Regions from separate parts of the Mus musculus genome. Here region 2 is linked to region 1. The links are chromatin contacts, called in public HiChIP or PLAC-seq maps. All regions are on one chromosome and are shown on one strand. The core of a region is the stretch at or near the end of the contact, and the rest is flanking DNA. Distances in the headings are between cores, read along the strand shown.

Region 1 (4,695 bases), core at 938-3,437:
CTCGGATTTATGTGAAATTCTTTTAGTATTACTTACTAGTAGAATATATGGTGGGTGTGTGGGGGTATGTGGTGTGTGTGTGTGTGTGTGTGTGTGAGAGAGAGAGAGAGAGAGAGAGAGAGAGAGAGAGAGAGGGAGGGAGAGAGAGAGAGAGACTAAATAACTTTGGGCATCTCATAGATATTCTCAGTTTTCTTCATTGTAGGTAACAAATATAAATTCATCCACAACACTTGAGCCACAAAAAAATGTCAGTGTTGACACTCCTCAGGGTGCCTTGGACCCCAGGATTCCACACACATTTACTCTTATCAAGATCATTTGGAACCATGTCATGAAGAGTCAGGAATGATAGAATATGGGGGTGGGGGATGTTCTGGAGCGATGGCTCAGTGGTTGAACACACTTGCTGTTCTAGTAGAGGATCAGGGTTCAGTTCCCAGCACCATGATGGCTCACAACCATCTGCAACTCCAGTCCCAAGGGATTTGATGAGGAAACTGGGCAGGCAAGTAGTGTACATCCATGCATGAAGGCAAAACACTTACATATAAGATAGATAGATAGATAGATAGATAGATAGATAGATAGATAGATAGATAGATAGATAATAGATAGATAGATAGATAGATAGATAGATAATAGATAGATGATAGATAGATGATAGGTAGATAGATAATAGATAGATGGATAGATAGATGGATAAATAGATGGATGAATAGTTAGATAATAGATAGATAGATAGATAGATAGATAGATGATAGATAGATAGATAGATAGATAGATAGTAGATAGATAGATAGATGATGATGATGATAGATAGATAGATAGATAGATAGATGATAGATAGATAGATAGATAGATAGATAGATAGATAGATGGTAGATAGATAGATAGATGATAGATGATGATGATGATAGATAGATAGATAGATAGATAGATAGATAGATAGATAGATAGATAAATCGATCGATAGATAGTGTCCCCTATCACTCTTGACAGGATGTTTCTGGTCTATACTATTGCTTTGCTTTGAAATAAAACTCCTTTGCTTCTTTGCAATTTGTTTCTGCCTTTATTTTAGTTTTCTTGAATAAAAGTCTGGGAACCTGGAAACACCAGATCCAAGCAACGTCTGCTGGTTACTACTGGTTTTGTCCCAGTAATGGGTGCAAGTATGGACATTTGAGCCTCTCGTGGCCAGCACACACATCTGGTTCTCCCTTCATGGCAGTTTGATCTCCCAGAAACATGGGGAGAATTGCCTAAGTCTTTTGAGGTTTGGTCTTTTGCTGTGTATTGTAGGGCTAAGTGCAAGCCCCTAAGACCTGGTTCCCTGAGAGAAAGTCTGAGTGTAGACCCAGTGACTTTGCACCCAAGTTATTTCTCATTGGTAAATAAAGATGCTGACAACCAATAGTTGGACAGAAGAGACATAGGTGGGGTTTAGGATTCCAGGACTGGGGGTCTGAGGAAAACCATGAGGGAGAAGAAGGTGAAGGAGGGAGAGAGAAGCCATGGGTTCTCGAGGGAGAACCTGAGGGCTGACCAATTGGAGTTAAGAGCAGCATAGATGAAACATAGTAAATAATAACTTGGGGTTATTGATAGGAAGGTAGATTCTAATAGCATAGAGGGTAGGTATCTGCCCAGCTCTTGTGCTGATTAAGGCTTATTGTAAATATAAAGGTTGTGTGTCTTTTATCCAGGAACTGAATGATCAAGGTGATAGAGAAACCCCAGATTGGGATTAAAAAATTTCAACAACATATGTCTGGTAGGAAGAATGGAAGGATGCTGCTAACATGACTCAACCCGCTCTGCAGCCCCCACAGCAGAGCAAGCAAGCACCTGCAGCACTGGAGACAGGGCGTGGTCCTAAGGAAACGCTACGTGTAACCAGCTGTCCTCAGCCACCAGGAATAGGACGTGTGTTAGTCACTTTTCTCCTCGCTGTCACACAAAACCTGACATGAGCAACATTCAGGCTGGGTCTCCTCAGTTACACCTCCTGCAAATATCCTTTAGCTACTGTGGTGGTCTGAATGAAGATGGCCCACATAGGCCCATACGGAGTGCCACTAAAGAGGTGTGGCCTTGTTGGAGTGGGTGTGGCTTTGCTGGAGGATGCGCGTCACTAGGGGGCGGGTCTGAGGAGCTCAAGCTGGGGCTTAGTGGCTCAAGGTCTCTTCCTGATGCCTTCGGATCTGGATATAGAATGCTCTCCTCCTCTCAAGCACCAGGTCTGCCTACACACGGCTGTGCTTCCCACCATGATGATAATGAACTAAACCCCTGAAACTAAGCCAGCCCAGAGTATGTTTTCCATCATGAGAGCTGCCATGGTCATGGGGTCTCTTCACAGCAAGAGAACCCCTGACTCAGACAGGTATCTTGTTATATGAGCCTTTAACTTTCCCCTTAGCTGAACGGGTTTTCTTTGCTTGTTTTTCTGTCTTGTTTCATTTTTATATTCCTAAGATTTATTTAGTTATGAGCGTTTGCTTGCATGTATGTTTTGTTCACTGTGTGTGTGTATGTGGTGCCATTAAAAGCCAGAAGAGGGCATCAGATCCACTGGAACTGGAGGTACAGGCAATTGTGAGCTGCCATGTGGATACTGGGAACCAAACCTTGGCCCTCTACAAGAGTAGCAAGTGCTCTCAGTGGCTGAGCCATCTCTCTAGACGTGTGTCTTTGAATTGTTTAAATTACACTTTTATTTAGTGGGGGGAGGGGTGTACTTGCTTGTCACCTAGCATATAAATCCTCAGCATCCCATAAGCTCCCGGTTAATTGGAGTCTCCGTTACTTGCAGGTGTGAGGAGGATCTTGATAGGTTAGAGAAGAAGAAACCTATGTCTTCTACCTGAACTCTTTAAAAAAAAAAAAAAAGACAAGACCCAAGGCTGAGGAGATGGCTCAGTGGTTAGGAACACTGGCTGCTCTTCCAGTTTCAATTCCCAGCACCCACATGGCAGCTCGAAACAGTCTGTAATTCCAGGGGATCTGACACCCTCATATGGACATACATGTAGGCAAAACACCAACGAACATAAGATAAATAAGTCTTTAAAAAAAATACAGCTCTGACAACACCTGGATTTTCACCTTCGAGCCCCATTCAGGCTTCAAAACTAAAGATGATAGATTGGTGTATGTGGCAGGACATCGGGTTGCTTTGTCTTGTCTTGTCTCTCGGGACTGGGGATTAAATCAAAGGCATTATGAATAATAGCCAAGTGTTCTATCTCTGAGCTATATCCCCTGCCTTTTTGTTTTGTTTTGTTTTGTTTTTTGTTTTTTGAGACAGGGTTTCTCTGTGTAGCCCTGGCTGTCCTGGAACTCACTCTGTAGACCAGGCTGGCCTCAAACTCAGAAATCCGCCTGCCTCTGCCTCCCAAGTGCTAGGATTAAAGGCATCCCCTGCCATTTTAAATAAAAAATATATACATTTATCTAATTTGGTTTTTTATTTTTGCCCCACGGAGTGAGTTTGGAGGTGAGATGACGATTGTGAGGAATCAGCTCTCTCTTTCCATCACTGCGGATCCCAGGGAAGGACGTTAGGTCGTCAGCTCAGTGACAAGCGTCTGTACCTCTAATCCATCTCGACCCTGCCCTTTGCAGTAGCCATGTCTGTTTGTCAACTTGATGATACCCGGAATGAGCAATCATCCAGAAGTGGAGGACATACCTATGGGAGATGACTCCGCTGGTTTTGTAGTGGATGAATCTACTTCTAGACCAGCTTTGAGGTGAGATCTGGATCTTGAGGTGGGAAGACATACCTTTAACCTGGGCCACACCCTCTGCTGGAAGTCTATGGAAGAGGACGACATAGGAAGCTTTCGTTCTTTGCCTGCTCACCCTCGCCTCTCGAGCACATCCATCCCTTCACTGGCGTTAGCGCCGCCTACTTCTGCGGGATTCCGGCAGATACAGGAGATCAGCTGAGACATCCAGCCTTGTGGACCAAGCAACCACTGGATTCTTGGGCTTTATGTTCATGGTCAATTGTTGTTTGATTAGCTGGACAACAGCCTCTCTCTCTCTCTCTCTCTCTCTCCATATATATATGTATATATATGAGATAGATAGATAGATAGATAGATAGATAGATAGATAGATAGATAGATAGATAGAGAAAAGTAGATAGACAGAGAGGGGGGAGAGAGATTCATTCTATAAGTTCTGCTCTAGAGAACCGTGACGAATACACCTTCTTCTTAACCTTCTTCTTCTTCTTCTTCTTCTTCTTCTTCTTCTTCTTCTTCTTCTTCTTCTTCTTCTTCTTCTTCTTCTTCTTCTTCTTCTTCTTCTTCTTCTTTTTCTGAGAGATAGTCTCCCATAGTTGCTCAGGCCCTTGGGCTTCCTCTTCAGCACAAATAGCTTTGAATTTTCTCTCCTGTCTCAGCCTCCAGTAGCTATAGTCTGTTGCCACCAGGTTTGGCTTACTAGCATTATTTTGACACCACTAATTTTGTGTCATAGCATCAATAGAAAAACCAGCTGAGTCTAGTCAATGGAAAACCCAAAACAAGACGTTAGCATAGGTGCCACCAGCAATATCTGCAGAAGACCACGGACTCGGAGTGGAGTCCAGCATCTGCTCAGTACACCAAGCAAATGTCGGGAAAGTTCAAAGGCAGGATCTGCGAATCATTGGCTCCTGGAGACCCTGAAATGGACTGA
Region 2 (4,695 bases), core at 1,568-4,067, 380 kb before region 1:
GGCTGGTTGGTTGATTGGCTGTTGGCTGGCTGGTTGGTTAATGATCAGCCCAGGGCCTTGGACCTGCTAGGCAAGCACTCATACACAACTACTGAGCTGCATCCTGAGATCTAAAGCTTTATGGCTCTAGATTTTATATATGTGCATGACCTACATCTATGTAACTCCTATGTATGATGTAAGATAAATGTCTCATATGATTATCAATTGTTCTACCACCATTGTTTCTTTGACTTTTTTTTTTTTTTTTTTTTTGTACCTTGCCCACTTCCTCCCCTTTCAGGGGTTCTTGTCACATGTGTTAGGTCACCTGAAGGTTTCCTATAGCCACCCCACGTTTTAGGCTTTTTCTTTGTTCTTTAATGTGTGTTCCATTTTTCACAGCTTCTATCTCTGTGTCTTCAGATTAACTATTAACTAGTCTTTTCTGTTGTGCTCTCTCATCTGCTGTGAATTCTGTCCACTATGTCTTTATTTTAGACATTGGACTGTTTATCTCTAGAAGTTTCATTTTGATCTTTTTCAACTTCTTTGAACCATCATCCTACCTTCCCCAGAGTGCTGGGATAATAGATCTGTACAACATAGGAGTCTGGAAGTTAATTGACAGCAAAGAAGGGAGGCTATCACGTGGAGAAAGAGCCTCTGCGCTGATGTTTGGGTGTCTCAACCCATTTTCTGCTGCTAGAAACATCACAGAAAGGCTAACTTACAAAGAAAATAGATTTCTTTGGCTCACCAGTCTAGAAGTGAAAGAACTTGACATCAGCATCTACCTGGCATTGTCGAGGGCGTCCAGTAGTGACGTCCATGGCAGAGGGCAGCAGTGTGGAGAGCATCCTGGCTCAGACGTCTCTCCTCTTTTTATAAAGCCACTGTTCTGGATCAGGGCCTCAGTCTTGAATTTTCACTGATGTCTGTCAGCACCCAGTGTGTAAATTCCCACCCTTTTACTGCCTCGTCTGGGGTTGTGGTGGGCACATTAAATACAACAGGAATCCTGGTGCCCTTCCTCCTTGGCTCACCTCCTGTTGCTTACCTGGAAGAAGTTCCTTAACTCCTCCCTCCATGGTGGACTTCTGCAACCCAGCCAGATTCTGCTGGGCTCGCCTGCTGGGAGCCCTCCCTGCACTCCTCCTCTTGTAGTGTGTCTGCAATCCAGTAGTTCCAGAGGCCTCTTTGCTCTTAGATTCTTTTTCTTTTCTTTTTGCAATTTATTCATTTTATGTATGAGTACACTGTAGCTGTTTTGAGGCACACCAGAAGAGGGCATCAGATCTCATTACAGCAACCATGTGGTTGCTGGGAATTGAACTTGGGACCTCTGGAAAGGGCAGTCAGTGCTCTTAACTGCTGAGCAGTTGCTCCAGCCTCCAGATTCTGTTTCTTAAGTACATACTTTAGAGCTCAGGCAGAGTCTCAGGACTGTCTTTTATCACTGACAAGGACTGAGATTGCTTGGTCCCAGTCCCTCTCGATGCTGGTAAGGCAACAGAAATCGACCAAGGTACTAAAAAGAGCCTGTCTATCCAGGTGTGGTCCTCAGAGTGCTTTCATGGTGTCTCCTGTTGCCTGGAAACATCAGAGAGGCCTAAAATCCTTTGTGGGAAATAGGTCAATCAAAGGGTGGCAGGTGCTAGGGTTTATGGTGGTGCAAATCCCCTCCAAATCTTGCACTGTGGTGCAGTTCTTTGAAGAAGCAGAAGCAGACTATGTTGGGAAATAACTGCATGTTTGTGTCTTTAGTTCGTCCTGTGTTTATCTGCAGTGTTTCCTGATTGGCTCCCTGTGTTGGGTAAAGGCTGCTGGGATGGAACTGGAGGGAAGTAGTTAGAAATTGTAGTCCCCCCCCCATGCACTCATCCCTTCCCTTCTGTAATCTTCTGATTCACAAGTTAGAAGGGCTGAGCTCACAGCTTATGGCTTAAGAAGGTGTTCTTCAAATAGTATACTTAAAAGACATCCTCAGTCCGTCCCCACCAGCACATTAAGGATTCTTTGCTTAAACACACCTGCCCCTGAGCTAGCCTGGTGCATAGGCCTGTAATGCGAGCACTTGAAATGCAAGCAAGAGGGGCTGAAGTTCAGGGCCATCCTCAGCTACATAGTGAGTTCCATGCCAGCCTAAAACTGATATTTGGGAGGATGAGGGAGAGATGCATGATTCTCATAACGTTCTGACAACCAGAGTTTCCTGGTTAGAGTAACTACTGCTGCGATGGAACACTGTAAGCAAAAGCAGCTTGGGAGGAAAGGGTTTATCCGGCTCACTCTTCTACATAATAGTCCATCATTGAAGACAGTTGAGAGAAACTTAAGACAGGGCAGGAACAGAGGCAGGAGCTGATGCAGAGGCCACGGAGGGATACTGCTTACTGGCTTGCTCTCCATGGCTTGCTCAGCCTCCTTTCTTATAGAACCCAGGACTACCAGCCTAGGGATGGCACCACCCACAATAGGTTGGGCTCTCCCCTATCAATTACTAATTAAGAGAATGCCCTACAGGCTTGCCTACAGTCAGATTTCCTTAACTGAGGTTTTCCTTAACTGAGGTTCCCTTCTCTCAGATGACTTTAGCTTGTGTCAAGTTGACATAAAACTGTCCAGCACACAGGGGAAAGTGATGGACACCTCTTTGAAGGGTGTCAGAGAACCAGGAACAAATCTGACAAGAAAGAGCAGGCCAAGACCAGCTCAGAGAAGACCTGTTTCCAGGGCCTCTCCCAGCTTCTCCATGTTTGTAACTGGAAGGGCCTCTGGGGTCAGGATCACAGCTTTACTGGGAGAGGCGTTGGATTAAACAGAAGAATGGAATTTCCCTTTGATAAGGAAAAGCCAAAAATTAATAAATCAGCTGATTTTGTTGTTGTAGTTCCTATGGTTTCCTTTTCTGTACAAGTATTTTTTTTACTGAGAAATTACATAACAAGACATTAACATTTGCAGAGTACAAATTATCAGCTGATTATTTTTAGACCCAGTTCAGATAAGAACTTCACTTGGCTCGGTTGTAGCTCTCACTGACCTGGGAGAAGGTGGGACACCCCACTGCACATCGAGACTTTCTTAGCCCCTCCTTTAAGGAATGCTGGGTGAAAGTTTAGGACTACTGTATCTGCTCACTTGGCAGGAGAGGGTCCTGTGTATCCCAGGATGCCGTGTACCCACTCTGTAGCCAAGTGACACGAGCACTTGATCCTCCTACCTCCACCGCTTCAGTGCTGGGATGACAGGAGTACAGGACCTAGAGTATGTGGACTGGGAATCCAACTCAGGAACTTACACATGGCAGGCAAACACCCTAACAACCAAGCCATATCCCCAGCCAATCTGCAAACTTGTATTGGCCTAGCCGCATGAGAGAATTCAGAGCTTTGCAGAAGACAGATTCAGTTTGAGGTGAGGGAGCAGCACACAGGGTCAAGTGGAATAAGAGCCTCTGAAGTTCAGTGGCAGGGAGCCTCAAAGGAATATAGTAAGTCTCCTTGGGATTTGCTCATAGCCGCTCCACACATGCTGCTCTTACAGAAGACCTGAGTGTGGTTCCTCGCACCCTCCTCTGGCAGTGCACTGTGTCTTTAACTCCAGCTCTGTGGACCTGGTGCCCACTTTTAGCCTCCTTGGACACAGACAGATACACATATGCACATCACTTAAAATAAAAACACCTTTCTTAAATTGGTAACTTAAAACTGACTGCTCTATTACTTAGGACTTGATTTTATATTTTTGAGATTAAGTCTCATTGTGCTAGCCTTGAACTCTCAGGGATCCTTCTGCCTCTGCCTTCAAAGTGCTAGGATTACAGGCATGAGCCACCAAACCCAATAATATGTTTCTCCAATGAGAAAGGTCATAGTACAGCAGGAGGTAGTTCCTTCCGTATGAATCCAGCCATTAAGTCATTATCTTAAAGACCAGAAATACGCTTTGCTTAGAAGAACAAACAAAAGCCATATCTGAAGATGAGCACACATCGAGTGTGAGACTCAGTAACACAGTCCTGAGTGACTGCGCTGACCATACTGGGACATGTGAACACTTCCCAACAGGGAAGACTGGAAATGTCTATGCAAAATAGGATTGCCAAAGCCATCTGACCCTCATACAAATACAGTGGGGCCAATCAAACAAGGACTTGGTCCTTTCAGTGAGACCATGGCTTCCTGAGGCAAAACCCAATCAAGTTTGAGATGACAAACAGAAAAGTTAGTTTAAAAATTACTGCCCGCTAGAGAAAGCTGTTAAGCTTCATACCAGAAAGCTACTGTCAGGTTCTGTGCCCTGCTTATAAAAGGCACCCATTAAAAACAAAAATGTAAGTACCGTATGTTGAAATAGACTGCATTTGCTACCCCAAGACATACTTTGTCAGAGAGATCCTGTTGGGAAACCTTGTGGTGAGTGCTGTAGTGGGTGTGGAAGCACCAACGGTAGCTGTCAGTCCCAGATGTGCACCAGAGTGACCTGGGTCACTTTAAAGCTAGACATGCTTTGCGAAAGTTCCCCAATGAGTTTCCCATGCTCCCTGGGCTGAGAACCACTGTAGGGAAGGAATGCTGTGTTATCTCTGCAGTTGTTCATAATAAAAAATTGTGTACTCCTCCCTCCAGCCTCTTGTTCCTCCTAGAGGCCCCCTCACTGGTCACTAGGTTCTGATGCACAGAGGGGAGGGTGGGACCTCCAAGAAGTAGA

What was found. HiChIP or PLAC-seq counts read pairs in DNA pulled down with a chosen protein or histone mark.
Region 2: a contact with region 1 is called in a FOXA1 HiChIP or PLAC-seq map of pancreatic cancer cells. The contact joins the enhancer-like site here to the promoter of C430042M11Rik in region 1. A contact is called at or near these places in 1 of 39 promoter capture datasets (neural stem cells), 1 of 484 Hi-C or Micro-C datasets (nephron progenitors), 10 of 115 datasets of contacts at active chromatin or transcription factors (the NIH/3T3 cell line, the SCID.adh cell line, SST interneurons and 7 more) and 1 of 9 other capture datasets (pancreatic islet).

Annotation. Positions count from the first base shown.
Region 1 is chr17:83,851,910-83,856,604 of GRCm38.p6, reverse strand. It overlaps C430042M11Rik (RIKEN cDNA C430042M11 gene), which reads left to right and starts at 2,187. Exons shown (of 2, transcript NR_155491.1): 1 at 2,187-2,389; 2 at 3,631-4,695.
Region 2 is chr17:84,235,448-84,240,142 of GRCm38.p6, reverse strand. The region is part of intron 31 of Thada (thyroid adenoma associated); the gene reads left to right. Among named protein-coding and RNA genes, the nearest start is that of Gm36279, 46 kb to the right of the region's middle. Within about 2 kb of position 2,817, at least 42 of the 459 cell types and tissues checked have an H3K27ac peak or open chromatin away from gene starts, as enhancers often do. A contact at or near this core is called in T-cell acute lymphoblastic leukemia and pancreatic cancer cells, where this site is marked.